2 separate regions of the Sus scrofa genome follow, and region 1 is linked to region 2. A link is a contact called in public HiChIP or PLAC-seq data. All regions are on one chromosome and are shown on one strand. Each heading gives the region's core, a stretch centred on a gene start, on an enhancer-like site or on the middle of the called end of the contact. The rest is flanking DNA. Distances are from core to core; before and after follow the strand shown. Region 1 has its middle 64 kb from the start of DLG1. Region 2 overlaps BDH1 (D-beta-hydroxybutyrate dehydrogenase, mitochondrial).

What was found. HiChIP or PLAC-seq counts read pairs in DNA pulled down with a chosen protein or histone mark.
Region 1: an H3K27ac HiChIP or PLAC-seq map of skeletal muscle shows a contact between it and region 2, with 2.7 times the contacts expected there. The contact joins two enhancer-like sites. A contact is called at or near these places in 4 of 47 Hi-C or Micro-C datasets (embryonic fibroblasts, epiblast stem cells and fetal heart ventricle) and 1 of 2 datasets of contacts at active chromatin or transcription factors (skeletal muscle).

The regions. Positions count from the first base shown.
Region 1 is chr13:132,752,612-132,758,426 of Sscrofa11.1, forward strand. No RefSeq gene overlaps it. Among named protein-coding and RNA genes, the nearest start is that of DLG1, 64 kb to the right of the region's middle. Within about 2 kb of position 3,355, at least 46 of the 83 cell types and tissues checked have an H3K27ac peak or open chromatin away from gene starts, as enhancers often do. A contact at or near this core is called in skeletal muscle, where this site is marked.
Region 2 is chr13:132,645,643-132,650,945 of Sscrofa11.1, forward strand. BDH1 (D-beta-hydroxybutyrate dehydrogenase, mitochondrial) reads left to right here. Exons shown (of 7, transcript XM_021070089.1): 7 at 1-1,629. Among named protein-coding and RNA genes, the nearest start is that of BDH1, 46 kb to the left of the region's middle. Within about 2 kb of position 2,124, at least 11 of the 83 cell types and tissues checked have an H3K27ac peak or open chromatin away from gene starts, as enhancers often do. A contact at or near this core is called in skeletal muscle, where this site is marked.

The DNA.
Region 1 (5,815 bases), core at 2,105-4,604, 110 kb after region 2:
AGCAATACCCTAGGGTTGCCAGCACTGGAAGCACTCAGACATCGCTGGGCACATTGCTGCAGGATGCAGGCCAACCCATGGCGGCATGCTCAAGTGCACACATCTTCTCACTCCCAGTCATCCACATCCCACCGCAGACGCAGACCTCCTTCAAGTTGTCAGCTGAACTGCAGCAGGTATAGAGAAATGTAACACTCCTTTTGAGTCAAAACAAAACACGTTAATTGCCAAAGTCAGGGGCGGGGAGCTTGACTGTGGCTGGTTTAACAGAAAGACTGTATTGTGGGCTCTTCATTTAATAGGAGCCAATGGGATGGAGGTAGCATAAAAATGCTAATGGGGTCTCTAACTGCATTGGAGCCAGTGCAGTGTCCAAAACAAAGGAGGCTGTGGAATCTTGTTTGAGACCAGAGGAACACGTGAGGTACATTCAGAGAAAAGGCTCGGAATGGTATGAAGACGCAAAACTAAGGAGATAAGGGAATGGAAACCCTGCAGCCTGGAGGAGACCCAGGTGAACGTAGTGGCCAGCTTCACGTACCTGAAGAGTTGTCATGGAGATAAGAAGCAGCTTCTTCTGCGTGGGATCCAAGGGGAAGTTAGAGCCTGGCCAGTTTGTTTCAGAATAGAATTGGAATTGTCTGAAAATGGAATGTCCCCCCCCCCCCCCCCGAGAGAGTGAATTCTCCATTGCTGGAATTTGAAAAAGGCTGGTAAATCTCTATGTGGGATGCTGTGGCAGAAATTAATCTACTGGCTAAAGACAGGACTAGGGGATATCTTGAGTTTCTTCGCTCTTTAAGGTCTTAGGATTTTGCCTGTTTTGCTTTTAATTAAATTTTTAATTTGGAGATAATTACAGATGCATACACTGTTATAAGATATAATACAGTGATCCCGTGCCCCCTTTACACAGTTTTCCTCAGTTAAGACTTAGAAGATTCTTGTACAATCTCACAGTCAGGACAGTGAACACTCCAACAAAATCCGTCCTGGAGTCCCCATTGTGGCTCAGTGGGTTAAGGACCTGATGTTGTCTTTGTGAGGATGCGGGTTCCATCTCTGGCCTTGCTCGGTGGGTTAAGGATCTAGCATTGCTGCAAGCTGTGGCTTAGGTCACAGATGCAGCTCAGATCCCTCATTGCTGTGGCTGTGGTGTAGGCTGACAGCTGCAGCTCCAATTCAACCCCAAGCCTGGGTACTTCCATATGCCACAAGTGCAGCCATAAAAAGAAAAAAAAAATCTGTCCTTCCTGTGCCTCAGTAGTTCCTGCCCTTGGGGAGAAATAAGAGAATAAGACACATACTGAATCAAAAATAGTGCAATATTGGTGTAGGATAACCAGTTGAATGGTACCAACCAACTGGTCCTGATACCTGGGGGTCTTAGGGGTATCAAGGGTATCAGGAGAGGCTTTCCAGGGGAGGTGGCATGGAATTGGTCCTTGAAGGACGAATAGGACTTGACAGACAGAGGTGGGCATCCAGGCTCCTTAAGAACTGGAAGATAAGTCTCCTTGAGAATGTCTTTCTCTTGTTATAAATTTACTGCGTAACCCTAAAAGACCAACAGGATGAACAGTTCTACTTTTCTTCCTTCATAGCAGCTGGGCATGCTGTAGCATGGAAGGCAATGGTATTGGTTTAATTTGGGTGATTGCATAAAACCCACGTGGTTTTCTAGTGTTGTAGGAGAGCGTGTGATGCTGATTAAGGCTAAAGTGACAGATGCCCCACAAACCCCCCAGGGGCCAGTGAATTTTTTGTCTCCTCCTGTGGCTGCAGGTTCTACCCTGCACCTGAGGGGCTCCACTGTTTCAAGGAATCAAATAATCCACAATTGGTTATCTTTCCCTTAAACGTTTTGATAATCAAGCCTGCAGTGCCAGTGTCTGTACCTAATTACCTTTGCCCTTGCTTAAACTTTCTCCTCTCTGGGTTTGTGGTGTGAGAAAGAATGTGTTTCCTTGAAGCAAAGAACAGCAGAGCCTGGGAGGTCAGGGAGGGAGGACTTGGAAATTTAGCAATCATCTGACCTTACCCCTTATTTTAAGACTGGAACATAGAGGTCAGGAGGGGGCAGTCCTGCCCAGTGTCATCTGGGGAACAGGGATCAGAGCGCTGGTCTCTTGGCTGCTCTGGCCGTGTTCACTCCAAGGCATCCAGCTGTTTCCTCCTCCCACAAAGCCGGCCCCTCTCCAGCCTCCGACCCGTGGCCACGTGCCAAGAGTCTCTAATGCTTATGACAACACGGCCCAGGAATTAGGTGTACTTGGTTTTCCTTATGTACAGAAGCATAAAAAAGATCAAAGCATGTACAGTTTGATGATGTTCCCAAATGCAAGCTCAAATTGCTGAGTTAAACAGCCAGCAGTTTTTTTTTTTTTTCACGGGCTTTCTGAAGCAATTGCTCAAGATGGAATTAAGCTGTATTTGCCTTTGGCTCCTTCAGAGCCCCTCCCACTGCCTAGAAAGGGGAGGAGGGGGGACCCAACAAAGACAATCTTGAGACACTCTTGCCAATTACACATTTTTACCTGCCTGATGTTCCTCTGCTTTGCATTAATTAAATCAAGACCAGGTGTCTTGCAGATGGGTTCGCTGCTGCCTATCGGAAGAGATGAATAGATCTCAGCAAATGAGCAGGGGAAAAGCGCTTAAGTTTTATGGGTCATTGATGCTGCTTCTCTCAGCAGAAACCAAGACTGAGAGAAAGGAGAGGCCTAGTTCATTAGAAAGCCTCAGTGGCTGCTTCCATCTTCGCCCTCTCCAGAGCCCCCAAGGGCAGTCAGGTCCCCTCTGCCAGCAGATCTGAAGAAGTCAGACCTCTCATTCTAAAGAAAAGTGGTTCAGGACTGGAGATTTTTGACCTGGGACCAGAGGCTGCTGACAGGGCCCTGAGCAGCGACTGGGAGCCCAAGAGTGATGGGGAGCTGTCTCCTGCTTCCCTCCTCTTCCTCTGCTGGCTGACAGCTCTCCTGGCTGATGTCAAGGCGGAGAAAAAGGAGACAACAGAGCCAGAATTTAAAGATGTTCTGACACAGTTCAGGACACAGCTCTGCCCTTGTCCCTAGGCCTGGTGAGAACAACTTTGGATGAAAACACAGAGTGACACCCCCATGTCTGCTCTCTGGAGCTCAGGCTGTCCAATTCCATTGGCAAGGCCAGGTCAGGTTTCCTTCTGGAGGACCCGGGAGCCAGGCTGAGGCCAGGATGAAGCGGGGAGGCGGGGAGGCCGGGCAGAGGGAAACAAAGGTCACTTATTACTGACAAAGAGGGCGTTTGTCCCAGCGTGTAAGGCCCCGCGCTTTCACACAGTACTGGGCCATTCACTGGGGCCCTGAGCTCACACTAACCAGCTAATCGGTTCCAAATGCTCCTCAGAAGTCTGCCTTCCACGGTGCAGACTTCTGATTCACTGCCTCGGGCACGGATTTCTGGGTGAGACCATGGATGAGCAATCCAGGGCCAGGCAGGGGCCCCCCAAGCTCACTCACACGCTGCTGGAGGCAGGCGCACCCTCTTGGTCTCTGTGACTGTAACAGAACATGAGCACACTTTGCTTTGTGCAACTAGAATCCCTTTCTAAAGAGTCCTGGGCCTCGGCCACCATCCCCCACAGCACGTTAAACCAAAATGTCCTGGCTTTGGAGGCCTGGTGGAAATGACTAAGCTGTATCTTGCAGCCAATGGTCATGTCATGTCATTCTCATCCCAGAAACTGGCAAAGCACATAAGGTAAGGGTTTGGTCTGTTCATTCTTTGGTTTTCTGCCCACTCTCTTTCTGAGCCCAGTCCCCAGAGGTCTCTTGGCCCCATGACACTTTCTTTTTTTTTTTTTTTTTTTTTTTTGTCTTTTTTTGCCATTTCTTGGGCCGCTCCCGCGGCATATGGAGGTTCCCAGGCTAGGGGTCGAATCAGAGCGGTAGCTGCTGGCCTACACCAGAGCCACAGCAACACAGGATCCGCGCCGTGTCTGCAACCTATACCACAGCTCACGGCAACGCCGGATCCTTAACCCACTGAGCAAGGGCAGGGATCGAACCCGCAACCTCATGGTTCCTAGTCGGATTTGTTAACCACTGAGCCATGACCGGAACTCCGACCTCATGACACTTTCATCAGCAACCTTCTGGTGCCTTTTAAAGGAGCAGGCCTGGTGGCCTGAGTTACCTCTTCAGGCAGCCAGGGAAGGAACCTACCTGAAGTCAAGGTGGCGCAGGCTTAGGCGAGGCAGGGTAGCACCTGGGCGCATGAAAGGAGACACTGTGGGGAGCCCAGGCTACACTGATGTGACCTTGACAGTGAGCACCTCCGGACACTGTGCATCCTCCGTGCCTCTCTTGCGTCACCCTGGTCCTAGCCTTGGGGTTGGAGGATATTTCTAATCCTGAAGGGAAGCAGTCCACTTCCCTCGTTCCAAGCCCAGAATGCTTTCTACAAAAATACCAATGCTTCACCCAAGAACCTTTGGGAGTGGACCCGGGGCTCACTCATGGCAGGGGGAAAGTCTGTCGTGCAGCCGTGGTGGAGAGTTGGCTGGTCTGAGGGCTCCCACTGGGCCACAGGTAATGGATGGATGTGCTGCTGACGTCTGCTGCAAATTTGGCCAGGGCTCAGTTGTCTCTGTGCTGACTTGGCTCCTCTAGGATTTTCTCTGGGCCCCACAAGGCCCAAGGCCTGGCTAGACTTCTCGGAGAACTTACAAAGGCCGTTGATATCGGCTACAGTGCCAAGCCCTGCCCCTGCCCCCAGCTCCCCAGCCAGACTTTCAGCTAAGTTCTTTATCATCCTCCAGGAGCCCCCGAGATTCCCACACCGTGCTGCCTCTCCTTTAATGTGGCCAGAGATACTCACACGTGTGCAGGGAATGTATGCGGTTGTCCCTGCAGACTCTGACAAGAGGGCACAGTATTCTCCTTGACCTAGCAAACATGACTCCCCCCAAGACTGGGACCTGGGGAGGGGAGATGAAGACACATGCTTATCTGGCAGCCCCCACCCCATCTCCCTTTTCCCATGATCTGTTGGAAATAGAAGGTTGGGCTCCCACGCTTCCTCCTCCTGCCTCGGGAGGGACTGATAAAATTCTGTGATCCCATCCTCCAGGCCTTTAGAAAATCCTCTCTCCCTAGCCCTTGACTTTCAAGCCTATTGTCAGCCTTGGGATGCATGGAAATCTGATTTGACAGTGAAACCTCAGCAAAGGCAAATGTTGCCCTTCCCCTGAAGCACTGACACGCCCTGCTCCAGGGAATGGGCCACCACAGAGCAACGAGATGTTTAAGATACAGAAACGCTCCTAAAAATATTTCAAAACAACATTATCTCTGCATTTTTGTGCCAAGAGTCAGCATTTTACATGGAGCCTTGGGATGCACAGTCCTCTTCCTGGGTCTCCCCTCACCCTTCTTGGAGAATCTGAGAAGGCAGGTGCAAGGATTGGGGGCTTTCGTTCCCAACTCACATTTGCACAGTGAGACAGGGGAGAGAATGAAGTAAACCCTGGGGCCCTCAGAGGACAGGGCTGGGGTAGAGGAGCCAGAAGGAGAGAAACAAAAGCTCTGAAATGGGTCCTGAGTTTCTGCTAAAGCACTTATCTTCTTGGAGTCCTTAGGCCTCGGAGCAGGTCTAATATATTTTATGGAGAAAATTGAAGTCTTTGACTTAGCTATGAAAACTGGAAAGGGCCTACCTTTCTTGGCCTCAAACTGGGTGTACAGGGTCTGGACTGACTCCCTGGGTGTTGGTTTGCCTGCCTCTCCCCTGACTCCCACCCCAGCATTCTGTTTGTGGCAATCTCCCTGCAAACACT
Region 2 (5,303 bases), core at 874-3,373:
AAGAAGGGAGGGAGGGGGAGGAGCTTATGTCCTCACCTCTTGGTTACCCATTTGTGGATTATCCCCATCCCAGGAGGACCTATGGCCAGTTTGACCATTAACCCAAGCTGGTCACCTAGCCCAACTCATGTGCCCAGTAAGTTGGCTGGACCTTCTCGATCGGGGTGCAGAGTGGTGGGCAGGACCCTCAAACCTCAGGGCAAACATGGTGCATCTGTCAGAAATTTCTGAGGTTGATTTTATACAAAGATTTTTTGTGAGATGTCGTTAAATTAACAACAGATTTATTGTAAACTAGAAGCCAAATCCTTTACTTTTTTTTTTTTTTTTTTTTTTTTTTTTTTTGTCTTTTTGCCTTTTCTAGGGCTGCTTCCCGTGGCATATGGAGGTTCCCAGGCTAGGGGTCTAATCGGAGCTGTAGCCCCCGGCCTACACCACAGCCACAGCAACTCGGGATCCTAGCCACGTCTGCAACCTACACCACAGCTCACGGCAACGCCAGATCCTTAACCCACTGAGCAAGGCCAGGGACTGAACCCGCAACCTCATGGTTCCTAGTCAGATTCGTTAACCACTGCGCCACGACGGGAACTCCCCAAATCCTTTACATTTTTAAGACAGAACATCAGTTCAAAAAATTTGTCTCACTTGATCCTTAAACCAGCCTCATGAGTAAAAATGACAAAAAAAATTTTTTTTCTTTTGTACATGATGAAGTTTTGGCCCACAGAGGATACATGAATTACCCTTTCGTTGCTTTATAGGTCGGTTTTTTTATACTGCTTTATATAAAATATAAAGGTCCAAATTGTGTATTCCTGCCTCTTCTTAGGAAGGCTCCACGAATTTTTTTTTCTTTTTAGGGCTGTAGCTGTAGCACATGGAAGTTCCCAGGCGAGGGGTCAAATTGGAGCTGCAGCTGCCAGCCACAGCCACACCCGATTCAAGCTGCGTCTGTGACCTACACCACAGCTTGCAGAAGCTGGGGATCCTTAACTCCCTGGGCGAGGTCAGGGATTGAACCTGCATCCTCACAGAGACAACATCAGGTCCTTAACCTGCTGAGCCACAATGGGAACTCCAAAAGGCTTCACATTTTATGTCGCAGGGCTGCTCTGGGCCCAGTTATCCAAGGATCCTCTGATGAGCTCTGTAGCCTCACATGAGCCGTACATACCATCATGTGCCCGCCCTGCATCTCTTTGCATGTCTGTGGTGCTGCTGGGTGCAGCCTGCAGCCAGTGATTCAGAGCTGACTGTGAGGAGGGGGTGGTGACATTCTGGAGATCTCCATTTGAGATTTCTCCAGCCTGTCTTAGGACACACTTGTGTGGAGCAGCTCATTGACTAAGAGGTGATTTGTTTCTGGTTTGTGTCTGCTTGATTCTACCTGGCGTGGGACCCATGTTGAAGGGGCATCCTTGATAGAAGCCGTGATACATAGGATGGGCACTGTGGCATCTTCTCCCCCAGGGGCGGGTCCAGGTACCCCATCTGTCTGTCTCTCTCTCTCTCTCTCTCTCACACACACACACACACACACACACCTGTTCTGTGACTCTCAGGGTGGCCTTATTGATAGCTCACCTTCCTATTATGGCCTTAATTTTAATAAAACCAGGGCACTAAGCAGTGTCTGTGTTATCACTTCCTGGGCTTGGGTTTGAAGGCTAGTATCCCTGCAATTGCCCGGAGCCTGTATGTCTGGACCAAAACCAGGCAACACCCTTCTCCAGGTAGCAGAGGGTCCTGAGTTCCAGCCCTACGGTTCAAATCAGGACTTCCGCCTTGTCCTGGATGGCCACGCCTGCCGCAAGAGGGCGCTCTGCCTCCTTCGCTGCAGGAGAGGCCCCAGCTGCTGATTTGGGAGCTCCCAGCCACCAGAGCCTGAGGTCTCAAAGTGTTGAAAGGGTTCGTGATCTCCAACTCAGAAACAGTCCAGGCACAAAGACACAAACCTCCTCAGTGACAACTTTTCCGCTCTTCTAAGAGCTTGCTGGCTTAAATGTGGAGCTTGGTGCCAGGAGAAGGCCGAATTGGGGCCACTCTGCCACCTCTGCAGGGTGTAACCTTGAGCAGGCTGCTCTGGGTCTGAGGCAAAGCCTGGAACTTGGGGAAGGGAGGAGGGGGGCTGGGCGGGGCTAGACCCTGAAACTTTGTCCAGTAGTATCTCTGTCTATGGGGACCCATGGGCTGGTGCTTCAGCCCGAACGGCCCTTCCCCTGATGGCTGGAGGCTGGGTGAGGGCTTTTTGAGAGCTGCTCCTGCCAGCACCTTGTTACAGCCCCTTCCCACCCCCGTCCCCCTTTCCCTGAGGCCAAGGGCTGGGAGAGCAGGTGACTGGCTAGCCTGGCCCTGCCTGCCACGTGTGCCTCTGCTCCCCATGATGGGGGACTGCCAGACTCTCCTCTTGTGAGACCTGCTTACTTCCTGCATTTCAAATGGCCTGGCCCTGCAAAGCTGTGCCAAGTGGTTCTGGTGCAGGTGCAGACATGAGCAAGCAGAGGCTCCCTCGGCTTGGGTAGCACCAGGCCCCGACTGCCAGAGAACAACCGGCACATCTGTGCAGGCCTGGGCCCAGTAGGCAGCCCGCCCAACTCCTCCTCTCCCCGGGTTCTCACAGCAGCCCTGGGAGTAAGACATTTTACACACAAGGAAATAGACCACCCCAAGTCTCTCACCCAGGAAGGGGTAGAACTGGGTGGCCAAGTCAGACCTAACCTCCAGCTAGTAATGCATGAAAAGCAGGGCAGATGGCACCAGGATCTAAAATAAGGAGGGAAAAAAATACCTCGATTATGTAACAGTGAGAGAGATCTGTAGGCATATGCACAGTACAACCATGGAGTGCTACCCCACGAGCCACCTCCCCCTGCCCCTGCCCCTGCCCCCACCTCCTTCTGCCCTCCCCCATCTCCCTCTTCCCTCCCCCTGGGCTCTGGGTGCTGCTCCCTGGGAGGGGATGTGCCAGAAGAGCCCATCCACATCCCTCCCAGAGGAAATCTGCCTGGGCTCACACTGCCCCATCCTGGGTATTTCTGAAGACATGCTCGAAGACTACCAACACCTTAACCTTGAACAGAAACAGATTCTGGAGCTGCCCTCCAAGGACTGGAGGGTTGTAGGAGCACAAGGCCTGAGAATCCTCAGATAAGGATGTGGGACAAGAAGGGCTATGGGGCTGTGGTGTAGAACAAACAACAAACAAGAAACCTAGAGCATCTAAGACCTTCCTGGTGTGCGTAGGTACAAGGAAGGTGGTTTGTGAGGTTTGTGGCTTCGGAGGAATAGGGTGCGTACCTACTGGGCAGGGTCCAGGGCCTGTGATTAGAGCTGGGAGGGCTGCCAGAACCCCTAGGACCTCAGAGAAGGAAGAGGGACTCAGGCAACATCAAGCTTGACCCCCAGCTTCTAGACAGGGGCCAGGCTTCGAAGCCCTCCAGGGGCAGGAATCTCCTTACTTCCTAAGGTGGCGTTTCCTTGGATAGGGAAAATTTACCCAAGACTGAGCTAAAATCTACCATCTCTGACCTAAGTCCTTTGACACTTGGCTCTGACCCAGAGCTTCACAGAACACTGGATTGGAAATGGCCAAGTCAGGTTCGAGAGCCCAGGTCCCTCATCTGACACAGCTTCCACACTCCTCGCTGTCTGAACAGAGTTTCAGTTGGGTTTACCCATCTCATTTTTGATGACACATACCAAGGTGAATGGTCACCTAAACCCCCTCGAGCAGCACCAAACTTGGGACAGGTTTTAAATACATCTGTTGAGCTGATGAAAATTTCTTACCCACACGTGCCCCTCACAATTGTCTACCTGAGTCATGTCTTATCTGATCCTCATCAACAGCTTATGAGTTAGGCAGGGCTACTATTCCTACTTTAAAATGAGGAAACTGAGCCTCAGGGGCTGGGTGCTTTGCCCAAGATCACAGAGCCAGGAAGTGGGAGAGCCAAGACAGAAATCCAGTCCTGGCCTCCATCCCTAGGCCCCTCTCCCTTACCCCCAGGCTGCCTCTGTCTGTCCATCAGGGCCCTGGAGCTGGGCTGGACCACTTAGCCAGAGGCTGGCCATGTAGCCTGTGAAGGAGTGATGGCAGGGAACATTAAACTCAACTTTCGGAGTTCCCATCATGGTACAGCGAAACAAATCCAATGAGGAACCATGAGGTTGTAGGCTCAGTGGTTAACAACTCTGGCTAGGAACCATGAGGTAGATGGTTCAATCCCTGGCCTTGCTCAGTGGGTTAAGGATCCAGCGTTGCAGTGAATTGTGGTGTAGGTTGAAGACTCGGCTCAGATCTGGCATGGCTGTGGCCGTGGCGTAGGCCAACAGCTGTAGCTCCGATTAGACCCCTAGCCTGGGAATCTCCAAGTGCTGTGGGAGTAGCCCTAAAAAGCCAAAAAAAAAAAAAAAAAAAAACCCTCAACTTTCTTCCAGTCCACAGTTTTGCAGAAAGCAGTGGAGAAAGTGAGGTTGAGCCTTTCGTCCCAGGTATGTCTATTGTGTCTGGATCTGCCAGCAGCCTGGGCTCTAATGGGGAACCTGCGGTGGAGAGCACAAGGCCAGGAAGAATTCCCAGGGCCGGACCGAGACCATTCTGGCCTCAGCATTGATGTGCATATGTTAGAGGAGACAGTGTGAATGTGGACCAACCTCAGGGGATACCAGGACCCAGAAACTCCCTGCACTGCTCTCTTGGTGAAACTTAATTACTCTATAAAATGTGAGGCTGCTCCCACTTATCAAATTATAGATGAGCTTAATTACAGCTCGCTGAGTAACCACACTGGTGCCTTCAAAAATAGCAGTGGGCTGATTGCTCTTCTCAGCTTCAGCTGTAGCCACCCGGGTTTCGGGAGGAAGCGCCCACTGTTCCCAGGGTCTCCGTGCTGCTAAAGCTTGCTCCAAGCCTGTGGAAACGGGCTTGGCGGACTGCAGAGCGGCACTGGGCACTGACTGGCTGGTGTGCTTACAGCCAGCGAGTGCTCTGCTGGGCCATGTCTGTTCCATTACTGGGTCGTTTACTCTGTTGGGGCCTCTCTTTCTCTCCTACTTGCGTTGTGTTGTGGCCAAAGGTTTTGGCTCATAATGTCTGACCGAAGGTGTACAAGGTAGTGCGGGACTTGCCTGAAGACACAAGGAAAAGCCATGGTGCTGGATGAGAAAACCCACACTTTATGGAGATTCGAGGGTCCCTTCAAGGAAACAGGTGAGGAGCGGCAAGCCACTAGTGATTGGTGAGAGGTCTGTGACATTATGAAGGGTACCATCAAGTTTGCTGCAGCCTGGCAGGATGG